Regions from separate parts of the Drosophila melanogaster genome. Here all the other regions are linked to region 3. Evidence: chromatin contacts called from public Hi-C and HiChIP or PLAC-seq data. All regions are on one chromosome and are shown on one strand. The core of a region is the stretch at or near the end of the contact, and the rest is flanking DNA. Distances in the headings are between cores, read along the strand shown. Region 1 holds the start of Zip102B (Zinc/iron regulated transporter-related protein 102B). Region 2 holds the start of CaMKI (Calcium/calmodulin-dependent protein kinase I). Region 3 holds the start of Kif3C (Kinesin family member 3C).

What was found. A called contact is a pair of places that touch in the nucleus more often than the background predicts. HiChIP or PLAC-seq counts read pairs in DNA pulled down with a chosen protein or histone mark.
Region 1: a Hi-C map of the Kc167 cell line shows a contact between it and region 3, with 1.5 times the contacts expected there. The contact joins the promoter of Zip102B here to the promoter of Kif3C in region 3. A contact is called at or near these places in 4 of 107 Hi-C or Micro-C datasets (the Clone 8 cell line, the Kc167 cell line, eye imaginal disc and 1 more).
Region 2: a contact with region 3 is called in an H3K27ac HiChIP or PLAC-seq map of the Kc167 cell line, with 2.5 times the contacts expected there. The contact joins the promoter of CaMKI here to the promoter of Kif3C in region 3. A contact is called at or near these places in 1 of 107 Hi-C or Micro-C datasets (the Clone 8 cell line) and 1 of 6 datasets of contacts at active chromatin or transcription factors (the Kc167 cell line).

Annotation. Positions count from the first base shown.
Region 1 is chr4:311,396-315,649 of dm6, forward strand. It overlaps Zip102B (Zinc/iron regulated transporter-related protein 102B), which reads right to left and starts at 2,692. Exons shown (of 3, transcript NM_001297784.1): 1 at 2,353-2,692; 2 at 1,962-2,247; 3 at 1-1,903. The coding sequence starts at 2,451. The coding sequence ends at 1,395. Rnf11 (Ring finger protein 11) reads left to right here and starts at 3,528. Exons shown (of 4, transcript NM_001272124.1): 1 at 3,528-3,562.
Region 2 is chr4:442,741-446,924 of dm6, forward strand. It overlaps CaMKI (Calcium/calmodulin-dependent protein kinase I), which reads left to right and starts at 2,764. Exons shown (of 8, transcript NM_166764.2): 1 at 2,764-2,908. lgs (legless) reads right to left here and starts at 1,171. Exons shown (of 6, transcript NM_143665.4): 1 at 473-1,171; 2 at 124-414. The coding sequence starts at 653.
Region 3 is chr4:1,144,534-1,149,085 of dm6, forward strand. It overlaps Kif3C (Kinesin family member 3C), which reads left to right and starts at 2,933. Exons shown (of 5, transcript NM_143682.4): 1 at 2,933-3,085; 2 at 4,456-4,552. The coding sequence starts at 3,014. All of the region lies in intron 1 of CG32017, which reads right to left.

The DNA.
Region 1 (4,254 bases), core at 1,442-3,941, 830 kb before region 3:
TGACTGTGTTAATGACAAATCTTTAAGCTCAAAATTGTAGTATAGAAACTCTTTGGTGACCATTGACACGAATAGGACTGCCGACCACAGTGACATACATATAAAGTGAAAACATACACATTTATGTGGAAATGGTCTGGCAACGACGAAAGACAAGCTTCACAGCTTATCTAACGACAAATCAAAAAGTTAGAACGATAGAGTGGTGTTTACACACAAACTACCGGATTGATGTACACTTTCTCATATCGATATGACGCAACCTAGTGATTTTGGAAGTATTAGTAAGATGCTACGCGGTGAAAAGATACAAAATATTATAAGATTGTATATATGTAAAGGGAAAACAATTTATCCTAATTTGAAACAAATCCATGCTACAAGTAATTGAACATTTTACCAAATTTTGTCGATTGTGCCCAAGGAGAAGAGAATCGAGATCAGGTTTCGGAATGGCAACGAAAAGGAATAGTACGCAAGTCGGCGCCGAATTTCGCCAGCAGACTCGTCATAGTCAAAAACAAAGATGGATCAACTTAACGCCATGGTTTAAAAAACTGCCTAAAACTGCAGTCAGCAAAGCTATTTGTCGTCGTGATTTTGGGAAACAGTTTTTTTCACGTTCTAGTAGAAGAGAAGTGCCCATAATACACATCATTTATAGCCAAAGAAGTTTTTAAAGATCTTTGCTAAGATATGATTCATATTTACAAGACAAGACAAGAACAGCGGAAATAAAGAACGCGCGAAAAATATTCCGCAAAGAAGTTGAGCAGAATTAAAGTAGAAAAGACGCAGAAAGGTATCTATAAATGTAGAAAGTCATAGCAGAAGTAGTTATAGAAATCCGTAATCTAAGGCCGTAACAGAAGACGTTATCCAGTAAACCAATGGTGACATTGCCAAGCTGCCTTTAAACCGTCTCTTACTTTTTACTACCATTCTGAGAACGTAAACTATCCATTGTTATTAAATACAATAAAAACATATATAATTATAAATTAACATATAGTATATAGGAGCCGGAGTCAAAATTCTGATGCCAATGAATTCGGCGCCGACTTGCGTACTATTCCTGCCTGCGCAAGTCTAAATATTAAAGTAAAATATTTCTTGCACTACTTTTTGACCTTCCTCATTTTGCTTGGTTTACTCACAATACATTCTCGTATAAGGCCTCTCAAATCACTCAACTTTACAGAAAGCTGACAAAAGTTGACGTCGGTACCAAATTTGACTTTCATGCGACAATTCATTAAATTCAAAATCTTTGTGCAAAGCACTTAATGTTAATAATTGTATATCCGAGAAATTAAACCCAATATATTTATAGCTTAATATCCCTTAACTTTTACTTCATCTTATTTGACAAAAATATATGTATTACTACATTACTAGTGATTATGTCCAAATGTTATAATTAGGGGTAGCAGTGCGCCGCAAATCAGAATTACCAATTCACTATATTTTAGTGCTTGAATACTATTGCTTCCATTTATATCATTCGTAGCAACACCTCGAGATTCCTCTAGCAAACAATAATCATGCTGATCGCTTTTCGTAAATCCCCCTTGGGTAAGCTCTGGTAAAACATGCACAGTTGCTACGTACAAAAATGTTCCAGCGGAGAATAGCATAGCTATACCAGTGGCATTCACGGAATTTAACGTGTCCTTCTGCTCCTGTCCGATCCCAAAATACGTTAAAATAGTCATAAGGGGAGCCGACAGGGAAAATAAGACTAGGTGTCTGCGAATTTGATGTCTGTCTACTTTTTCGTGCAGTAAGAATGTCACTAATCCAAATGCTGCTGGTGCCTTATGAAGCATTATAGCTAAAAATACAATTATCTCAACGTCTTGATGGCTAGTGGTGGCAGCTGCTCCCAATGCAACTCCATCAGCTGCAAAAGAACAACAATTTTTAAGATATGGTGGGTACACCAATATAAGCTTCTTTACCTGCGGCATGCACAACCAATCCAAGAGTTAGTGTGGCATTGTTTTTTTTATTACTTCCAACATTACTCTTCCGCTGAGAGATGTCCACCAACATCATGAAGACAAATCCAAGCACAAGAGAAAGTCCAATGGTCTGTGAGTAATCTGGTTGCTCCGGAACTGATGTCCGTTTTTGGGATTGGCCACTCCCCACATACAATGATCGAATGCCCTCCGGAATAATAACAACGAGAGCAGTTCCCACTAACAATCCAGCTCCCAGCACAGTGACACATTTTAGCTTTTCCTTTAATGACATTTATTAAGTAGAACAAATTAATGCACTAGTGGTGCTCCAAATACCTCACATTAAATTTTTTTTGTATTTAAAATGCCATTGTTTAGTACCGACCTCGCTTAATTTCATCAGCATCGGTATGCTCCCTGCCAAATAAGACCCCACAAGCATAACCAACACTAATAAAATGAGAATTATTGTCTCCTCAGCCATGATTGCCCAACTTAATTTTAATGAGCATAATACCATCAAAGCTACATGTTTTTGCCAACTCAATCGCTAGAGATGAGCCTTATTAACATTTTAACAACGCATATAGCAGCAACCAACTGTGGAACTTATACCATATTCTACAATAACACTTCAACCAAATTAACATCTCATACCACAACAGAACTATACAATTTGTTTTCTTCTCATCCCGTTAAAACTCGCGATCCTACAGACGTACGAAATTTTCCCAGACTGTGAACAATACCTTTAAGTTATTATATTTCATGTCTTACCCACTGGCTTATTATACAAACTTATTGAAAACGGTTTTAGATGGTCCGATACAAATGTATGATACCATTTTTAATTTATATATAATATATATAAAACATATATAATATAATATAATATAATATATATAATATAATATAAGATAATATATATAATATAATATATAATAATATATATAATATTATATAATATAATATAATATATATAATTTATATATAATATATATTTAGAAATAGTACCAAGCATTCTCAACCGACTTTTAACCGATTTTTTATTTGCTCTCATGTGAAATTTAAAAAAAAGAAAAAACCTTTAATGGTTTTAAGAATAATTGTTCGAATGGAGCTAGTGAACCAAATTTTCTTTAAGCTATTGTTTATCGGAAAATTTAACTTGTTCGCAAAACCTATAGTAGTTGCTCTACCTTTTACTGGTTATGATCGGTCACCAGTTAATTTTAATATTTTAAATAAATTCTGTAAATATATTAAAGTGTGCGGTATATAGTATTTTCCTGGTGTCACCGTGTGTTATCCTACAATAATTGCTCATTTGGCTTATCTATATATCGTCAGAAATCACATAACATAAAAAATTCTAGATCCTTATAATTTATTTATTTAATAAGTTATTTAGGGATACATCACTCTCTCGTACTACATGGAGGGTTGTATTCCGTATTATGATTGTATAGCGCAACGTGAGAATGTAATTTATCTCAGTGCACAACGTGTATTACACCATTTACATAAACAGTTTGGTAACCTAAGGTCATACTATTAACAGCACTGTTGATTTTGGTTTATTTATTGTCAAATAGGTAAAAAGTCTAAGCATATGGAATAAATCAGGCTTTATTAAATCGAATCTAGTCTAATTTCAAAGAAAGTCACATTTAATGTTTTTTTTTTTTTAAATCAACTAACTAAATTGTTTCTGTTTATTATGAAAGTTGTGTATACATATGTGCATTTTATATACATGCATGCGTACTTATTAATTTAAGATTTCTTGGGGATTGGTACTAATTGGTACTGTATATGTGAGTTTTAAACGTTTCATTATTTTGCTAATTTCCGATAAACTTATAAAATTAAATGAAAATAGAATAAGTCGTCCAAGGTTTTTAAGAATAGATGGATCACGAATATTTGCACCTTCATCTGGCGTTCAGAATTGGCAAAAACAGGATTCTTCCAACGTTGAGTGACGAATCGTAATCAAACAAATACATCCATATAATTTAATGAATATCTCGTTTTGTAACACTATTTTTTTATTAGTTACTACAATTTGCTCAGTGCGGAGTAAAGGTAATGCATCAATAAATAAACAATCGTTGTGTGATGTACAAGTGTTCATCGCAAAGTTTAAAACGAGCCAAGCCAAATCGCGTATGAAATAGTATAATAAATCTTTTAGCGATTGGTACTTCCCCTTAACAAGCGTGTGTATAAATATCCTTAAAAGTAAAGTCCAATGTCAATGTAGTGTAAAACATACACGATAAGG
Region 2 (4,184 bases), core at 1,514-4,013, 700 kb before region 3:
TAGTCAAGTTTACAAGTTTAAAACTAAAATTGTAAGTATAGCAAAAAAAAAACAATTAAATGATTAACAAAGGTGAACGCCAATACATTTTAAAATTTTAAACCATTTGTAGGGCAGTCTTACCAGCTTCCTCGTCCTTCACACTACATTTGTTTTTCTTCGATTGCTCGTCACAATCTACCATCTGAGTAAGGCCCACTGTAGCAGACACATTGCTGCTATTCGAGTGTTCACTGGAGTTTTGTGGAGAAGCGACTAGGCACGAGTTGATTGTGCTCGTAGAGTTCTGCCTTAGCATAGTTTGTCCCTCGGGCAGATTATTTCCACTGCCTGGGGCTCCTCCAGTGGCAGCTTTATCACTAGTTGATAGTCCGCTTTTCTCAGTGCCTTCTTCTGGCGTCAATTTTATTTGATCTGGAAACACAGAAAGTTGTTATAATTCCGGACAAAGAGAAATCAATACAAGTCTTACCCGGCGACAAAGTAGAAAAGGGTTCGCTATTAAGGGTCTTCGGAGAACTTCTGCTCGCCGCCGAGTCCCCATTTCCGATCGCTGCTCCAGGATTTGATCCAGATGCACTTGTTGAGGAGGCATCGGAGTTTGGTTGCGGCTGTTGTTGGGTTGGACTGCGGGGCATTGTTGTCGAGAGCATCCTAGAAATCGAATTCCTTCAAATCGACCTTCCCAAGATCCCTTGTGTGGCTAATTGCTCAAGTAGCAATTAAAATCCATCGTTTTATTGCTTTTGAAGTCGGCGAACGCAATTAAGCATATTTAGACCAGGAACTGCACGCAGGCACTCACCACTCATATGCATGCGATTACATCTCACGTGAGATACGCGAAGCAAAACACGATATCGTTTTAAATTTTACTGGAGGATTTTGTATTTTTGTATTTGTATGTGGAATTCTCCTATTCTATGTCACAATTTTATGTATATGTGCAAATGCAATAACACTTCGGAGCATCGTATTAAGCTAATGAAATTTTGGGCTTATAGGCCCAAATGTTCCTGCTTTAACCGTGCGTTATGTTAGCAGGAGTCGAAAATTGCGAACATACTTTGGAATAAACAGCTCGCATAATAAGAGAAGCAATCTAATATATAAAAAATGTAATTACTACCCTTATATGTGACCAGACCGCGATAATTCGAACAAACCAAATTTGGTATAATTATTACTTTCATACTAGAATTCCAGATCTGGTAGCTTTAAGTCATAAATAACCAGGGTATTCCATAAAACATCCACTACTCATTTAAGACCCTATTAAGCAAGACCAATGCAGCTCAGTCAGCAATCTCATATTTTATTATTTTGAATTACAAATCGAAGCATTTGCATATATATATGGAAAAACATATTTTTTCTTGGGTGGTTGTCGTCCCCGTTGTAATTTGAGGTAATAATTTTCTTCACATTGGTTGGAAAAAAAAACTTAGTTTTAGTTCCGTTTATTGCTTTTTTATTATCTATATTTGCTCAATAACAGGGATATCGCAAAACTCTTATAAATATCTGAACAGCCGGCGTCGTTGTGTTGTTCTCACAAATAATATAGCCCATTGCACGTGGAGTAAAAGATATATGTACTTTATCAGGATAGTTATAGATGAGTTGATCTGGCTATGTCCGTCTTTCCGTGTGTTTCTGCCTTTATATTTGTCTGCAAAACACCCATAAGCCACCCAAAACTGACACGTCCACATTTGTCAAAGCTATTTTAGCTTTTTTCCCATTTTATCTTAACAAAAAACTTGCTGAGTTGCGGGTATCTCATATCGGGGATATCTACTAAAGAGTTTTCTCTTGTTTTGCATTAATTCATGAATAAAAAATGAAATGCAATTATGTTTTCATTTAAACAAAAATGTTTGTTGCTTAGACAAATCCCAAAACAGTATTGCTTCTATGATTTGAATGTTATTTAATATATATATGACAGCTATTTTGGTCTTGAATCTCTAAATCAAGATACGCATTAAAAAAAAAAAAATTTGTAAATTTTTTGGTCCTAGGATATTAAGCATGTTTTCCATAGTCGCAAACACCTAAGCGAGATTTTAATTTATTAAAATTTATTAATTTAAATTTAAATTAAATTTAATTTAAAATGCTTCTATGATTTGAATGTTATTTAATATATATATATATATATATTTTGGTCTTGAATCTCTAAATCAAGATACGCATTAAAAAAAAAAAAATTTGTAAATTTTTTGGTCTTAGGATATTAAGCATGTTTTCCATAGTCGCAAACACCTAAGCGAGATTTTAATTTATTAAAATTTATTAATTTAAATTTAATTTATTTAAAAGCAATTAAGAATATTTATGATTCCATAAAATGCTTATAAGTTAAAAGTTTGATTTAATGCTTACATTATATAGATTACTAACCAGTAAGTGTTGCCTCAAAAAGTTCTTTTAAAAATCCATAATAATTTTAATTAACTTGAAAATTTTCACTTTAAGAATTTAACGGATATATTGGTATCTGTGTGAAAATGCTATTATCCATGCCACAGTCACCTATCTGAGAACAACATACAAATTTGAATGTACTCCAATTATTAACTGTTTATTCACTAAAATGTTGCAGATAATAAAAATTATATAATACATTTAGCTTAAGCATTTATTTCTTAAGCTTCAGTCTAGTGGTAGTTGTTTTAATTAGAACTTAAAGCGTTTTCATTTCCCAACTGTTTCTTTGGAATGAAATGTCTCGCCCTGTTCCTGTCCATGAACGTTCGCAAGAATTATAATTTCCAAGATTGGTTCCAAGGTTTAGTTCCAAAATATCAATAGGAAATCAATAGAGTACAGATATAAATTTATTTAAATATTTTTAATCACCAAGAAATTTTTGTTCAATTTGTTTTGACTTAACCAGAACCAGGTGACGTATCACAATTTTAACAGTCAATGCTAATGTTTCAAAATAAGTTTGTCACGTTTAAAGTTCCGCTAAGATTTGGAAACAATGGAGCAGTGTGTCACGGTAAACCAATTTGTGAAAATCGTACTGAGAATTTATTTCCGGATTTGGTTGAAAGTTACTTTTTTGAAAGATTTTAACTGTATAAATGTATAGTATTAAGTATTATGTAAAAAAAATAACGACATAACTTGAAAAATTAATTTTTTTGTTCGTGTCCGATAGTCTATGAGCTAATCAAAAAACAAATTCATTACATTTGCTTTGCAAATAAAAAGGTAAGATGTATAATCACTAACTTACTATGCTATATGTATATACATATAAGCGCTCCAGAGAAAAATGACTAACAATTCGCTTTTGGGAAAAACTACATATACATAGATTAGTAGTACAAAGTTTTTAGGAAAAAATAGCTGACTGGTCAACACTGCCACAATGGTTGCGCCAGCGCCTGAAGAAAATCAATAAATCAATACTAAAAGTAATTGTAATTCCTAGCGTGTGTATTCCTTTAAAACAGACATTACGCTGCAACGCACAAGTATTTATAGATTTGGAGAATACTGAATAAATATTTGTGTAAACAAAAGGACCTGTAAACAGTTTCTAGATACATTTGATGTATTTTTTTTAAATAGAAACGTGTTGGCTTGCAACAAAGTCTGCAATATGGGGAACGTTTTGAAAATTCGTCTTCAATTGTTTTCTGCTTTCAAGTGAAGCCACCGAGATCCTGCGCTTGTTTTGGTTAATTCGTAATACTTCTTAAGCATGTATAAAACTTATACATGTATATGTAAATAAACCCAATTATATATTATATATGTATATGTATATATATGCATATATATAAATATTGTATATTATTGTATATATATATATATATATATATATATACGTAAATATTGTGTGATATGCAAGTGTCTGTTTTCGACTACAGATGTACGCAATATAAGGTAATCAGCTAAAATTTAACCTTTGGCAGCTGGGCTCATTACTGAGCGGAATAATTGAGCTCCCAAACCGAAAACAACTGCATTGCTTTGTGTCTAGCTATGTATGTATGTAACCTGCTTTTGTGAATATATATGATCGTCTTCGCTGATAGGGTTCGTCGTTATAACTTTTAGAACCCTGTGAGAAGTCTGGCTTAAACTGTTGAAGAGTAATAACCATGCGAATTTCGGCAATCTAAAATACATACTACTTCAAAATCAACTTGCTTAGAAATGCC
Region 3 (4,552 bases), core at 1,683-4,182:
ACATTTTTAGACATCTATATAGAGAATAACTCTCTATAGAGTTATTAATGCCAGATAGCCTGGCATTGGATAGGTTTACTACAAATTTGCAGTCATAAGGTAAAGGTATTTAGAAGTCTATAAAAGTATTTAGGTCCGCTTGACAAAATCTAACGAGTTAGTACCCAAACAAACTCATTATGTTGCTTTCATACAATAACAGTTCAAATTTTTAGAAAGTGTGAGCTACCTAATAATGAACCTTTATTGGTGGTTTTAAATATAAATAAATGCTTCAATTTACTTAATATAAAATAGCAACTCAACTTCTTTGAAACAAATGTTATTTATGTGCAATTCATAGTGCAGGGTGCTCAGTAAATACTTATTTATTGGTGCAACTAGCTTTAAAAATGTGCAAATGCTCGTTTTTCGCAAAAATGTTTCATTTACTTTTTTCGGTATTTTTGATATTTTCCAATAAGGCAATTATGCATTTTTAGAAAGATGTATTTCTTCGTCCCAGAACAAAAAAAACGAATGCAATTTAGCCATGTTTTATTGGATATCCATGAGTCAACTGTCATCCTGCTGAAAAATACCGTATTTCGAAAATAGCTTAGATACAAGTAATAATCATTAATCGTTAGGCCTCGGACTTCTAAACAAAATTTTACTCATAACAAATTTTTTACCTTTACTTCCAGTTGATGAATATTAATATTAAAAAGTATACAGAGCCAATGTGACGAATTTATATATTTTAAACTTTATAGAAAACTGTATACAACCCAAAAGCACGTACTATCCTTTAAAAATTCGTAGAAAACTTTATACAGCAGCGTGAAAAGGAATTATTGTATATAGTGGGTAGTCTTTGAATTCCTATTTTGTTATAACATTTAAATAATTAAAGATATAAAAAACCTACATATATATACATATATACATAAATAAATATTAATATATAAATACATAAATATATAAATATATAAATATATAAATACATAAATATATAAATATATAAATATATAAATATATAAATATATAAATATATAAATATATAAATATATAAATATATAAATATATAAATATATAAATATATAAATATATAAATATATAAATATATAAATATATAAATATATAAATATATAAATATATAAATATATAAATATATAAATATATAAATATATAAATATATAAATATATAAATATATAAATATATAAATATATAAATATATAAATATATAAATATATAAATATATAAATATATAAATATATAAATATATAAATATATAAATATATAAATATATAAATATATAAATATATAAATATATAAATATATAAATATATAAATATATAAATATATAAATATATAAATATATAAATATATAAATATATAAATATATAAATATATAAATATATAAATATGTAAATATATAAATATATAAATATGTATATATGTATATATGTATATATAAATAGATTACAAAACTCAATAATGATATATGTATTATTTTTTATTTACGTTTATACATTTTTTAAATGTTTTGAGTTGTATAAAACTGTATATGTATTTTATGAATGAATCGCTTTCGTACCTATATACACAGTTTTCGTAAGAACAAAATTAAAATTTAAGTCATGCGCAGATAGATATTCACTACGTCGTTAAAGCTCAATTTAAGAACTTACATATTATTATCTGAAAAACTCGATTGTTTAAAATTAAATGATGAAATGAATGAAATTAAAATAAAATTAAATAGAAAAAATTATTATAAATACATATCATTAATACAAGTTTTACTTAATACAATTAAAAAGTACAAATAATTGTTAAATTAACTGGTAAGTTTTTGAAATATTTATACAATATTTTCAAAATTTAATTATCTTTAATATTTGACGGTAATGCCTAACAAACGCGCTTTGCTTGAAATATGGTACCGTGTACCTGTAATGAATACTCTTTGCTATGACGTCTACAACACTCCGCGGAAACGTGACTAAGTGAGGGTTGGTTCATATCGTATGTGACTTGCATCCTAAGATCACGCGTGCGCGTGTTCAAAAATCGTAGCCCTCTTTTCAGGTTACAGTGGTCAAAACGGGAGCTTAAAGCTTTGCAAAATTAGTTTATATGTGTATTATAATAGAGCATTCCCATACATTCCCTATCGATTTCGAAGAAATCGTGAGGCACAGAATGGTTTTTCACACTGGGTAATATCGAATTGTTGTTAGCTTCAAAAATTTATTAAAATTTGGATTAAAATTAACTCTTTTGTTTTTAGCCTAAATTAAGCAATATGGGCAAGCTTTAATTATATAACCCATTTTAAAATACGCTAAGTGTATAATCGAATCTTGTGTGTCGCCCGTTATGATCGTACGATATAAGAAAGGCTTATTTCCTAAGTTTTCAAAAAAACTTGTGTTTAATACAAAATACAATATTCTTACGCAATTCAAAATGGAAGTATATTTTTATATTTTCATTTAACTGCCGATGCGAATTATCCATAATATACCTAATTATATACTTATGCATAATAATGGAATGCATAAATTTTTATTTGAATTCAAAAACATGTGGTTTTTCACAAAATGCCGATAATCTATTATGTTGCACGCAACGTTTAGCACTTTTTTCTCGTATTATTACTCGTTACTCGTATTGTTAAAGGGTATACCAAATCAGGATATTTAAAAATTTGACTAAAATCTTTATTTTTACTTCAGTCAAATGGCAATTTTATACACATAAGTAAAAAATGTTGCTTTGAAATTCAAAGTTCTTTAAAACTTTGGATGATGAGCGGTTTCATTTCACAAGGTTGGGAAAGACTTATTGATTCTACCAAAATTATGGTATGAAAATGATTTAAATTCGGAGCTTTACGTGAATGTATTTCGAATACTTTCAAAGTAGCTTTTAATTTCATGTATGGATTTTCTCTTGAAGCAATTATAAATATTTTTAGTTGAATTTTAAGTAAACTTTAAGACTTATTTTGACCAACACAGGAAAATGAGTGAAAATATTAAAGTTGTTGTTCGATGTCGTCCGATGAACCAAACTGAAAAAGAACGAAACTGTCAAGTAAGTGTATATTTTAATTTATTACATCGACTTTATATCGACATTACAAAGAGAAGGTTAAATTTTTTTGCCGAACACTTTTGGGATTTTAAATATTTTGTTTTGTTAAGAGTGTGTAACAGGTAAGGAAAGCAAATTTGCTGTACTTCCAAACTACAGCGACTTGGTGGAAATCAAAAACACTAACTTTTAAATACATTCATTAAACATTGTCTTTTCTAAATATATGGAAGATGATAATCCTTCAATACCCTTAACAAAACATATTTGGGTAAAAGAAAGTTTTAGCGTTTTCAGGATTCCTTGGAGACTGGGACTTATCATGCAGGTTAATAAAGTTGTGTTAGTAAAGTGATACACCTATGCATGACTAGGCCCTGGCGATCCGCTCCGAACACGCATTATAAATACGCAATTAATAGATATGTTTACATTAAGTACTAGCTTCCCGGCAGACTTCGTATAGATAATTTAAACAAGAGAGAATGTTGTAGTCAATTTCCGCGGCTATCAGTTACCCGTTACTAGTGTGAACGCGAACTCGAAATATCATAATTTTTCTGGGATATCGATAAATATTGGGGAATAAGATGGGATAAAATTTAAGAATTGTTCAAAAGTGTGGGCGTGACCGGTTTTTTTGCAAATCGATAGAAATTTACAAGACTAATTAAAGTATAAAAAATTGTTCAATAGAGTGGGCGTGACAAAAATTTTTTTTTATTGCAAATCGATAGATATTAATTAAATTATTGTAAGAAACCCAAACGTACGAGACTAATAAAGATGTGAAAAAATACAACACATTTCTCAAAAATTGTGGTCGTGGTCGCAACGCCACCATTTTAGAAAAATTATTGGATATTTTTTCATAATTTTATTTGTCTTGTAAATTTCTATCGTTTTGCCAAAAAAACTTTTTGCCACGCCACCTCTAACACCCTAAGGCCGCCAAACCGGTCACGCCCACACATTTGAATAATTTTTAATATTATGATAGTTGTTGCTTTTATGTGCAAGAGCTCCTAGAATCTAAAGCCTATTTAATTCATTTTTCTATAATAAGTATCACATTTCTGAGATAGTAATACAATACAACATTTTCTTTGACTGTCTCTCTCTCTCTGGTCATCAGTGCGATTAGCAGCTTTTCGGTGATTTAATTTACGGCGTTCGGTTATCTTAAATAATCAAACTTTGAATTAATCAAAGTCAGCAAACTGACACAAAAGCCGATAGAAATGCCTACGAAATTATAATTGTCTTGGGGTGAATATACTTCAAAGTTATATAAAGCTAAGATTTTTTGCGATCATAAAATTAATTTATTTTTTAATAAAACGACAATTTATTTACTTTTGTCATTTCAGAACATTGTTGAAATTAATGAATTTGCAGTTTCCGTGACTAATCCATCAGCTCGCATATCTCAACAAAAAAAATTCATATTTGATAGTGTTTATAATA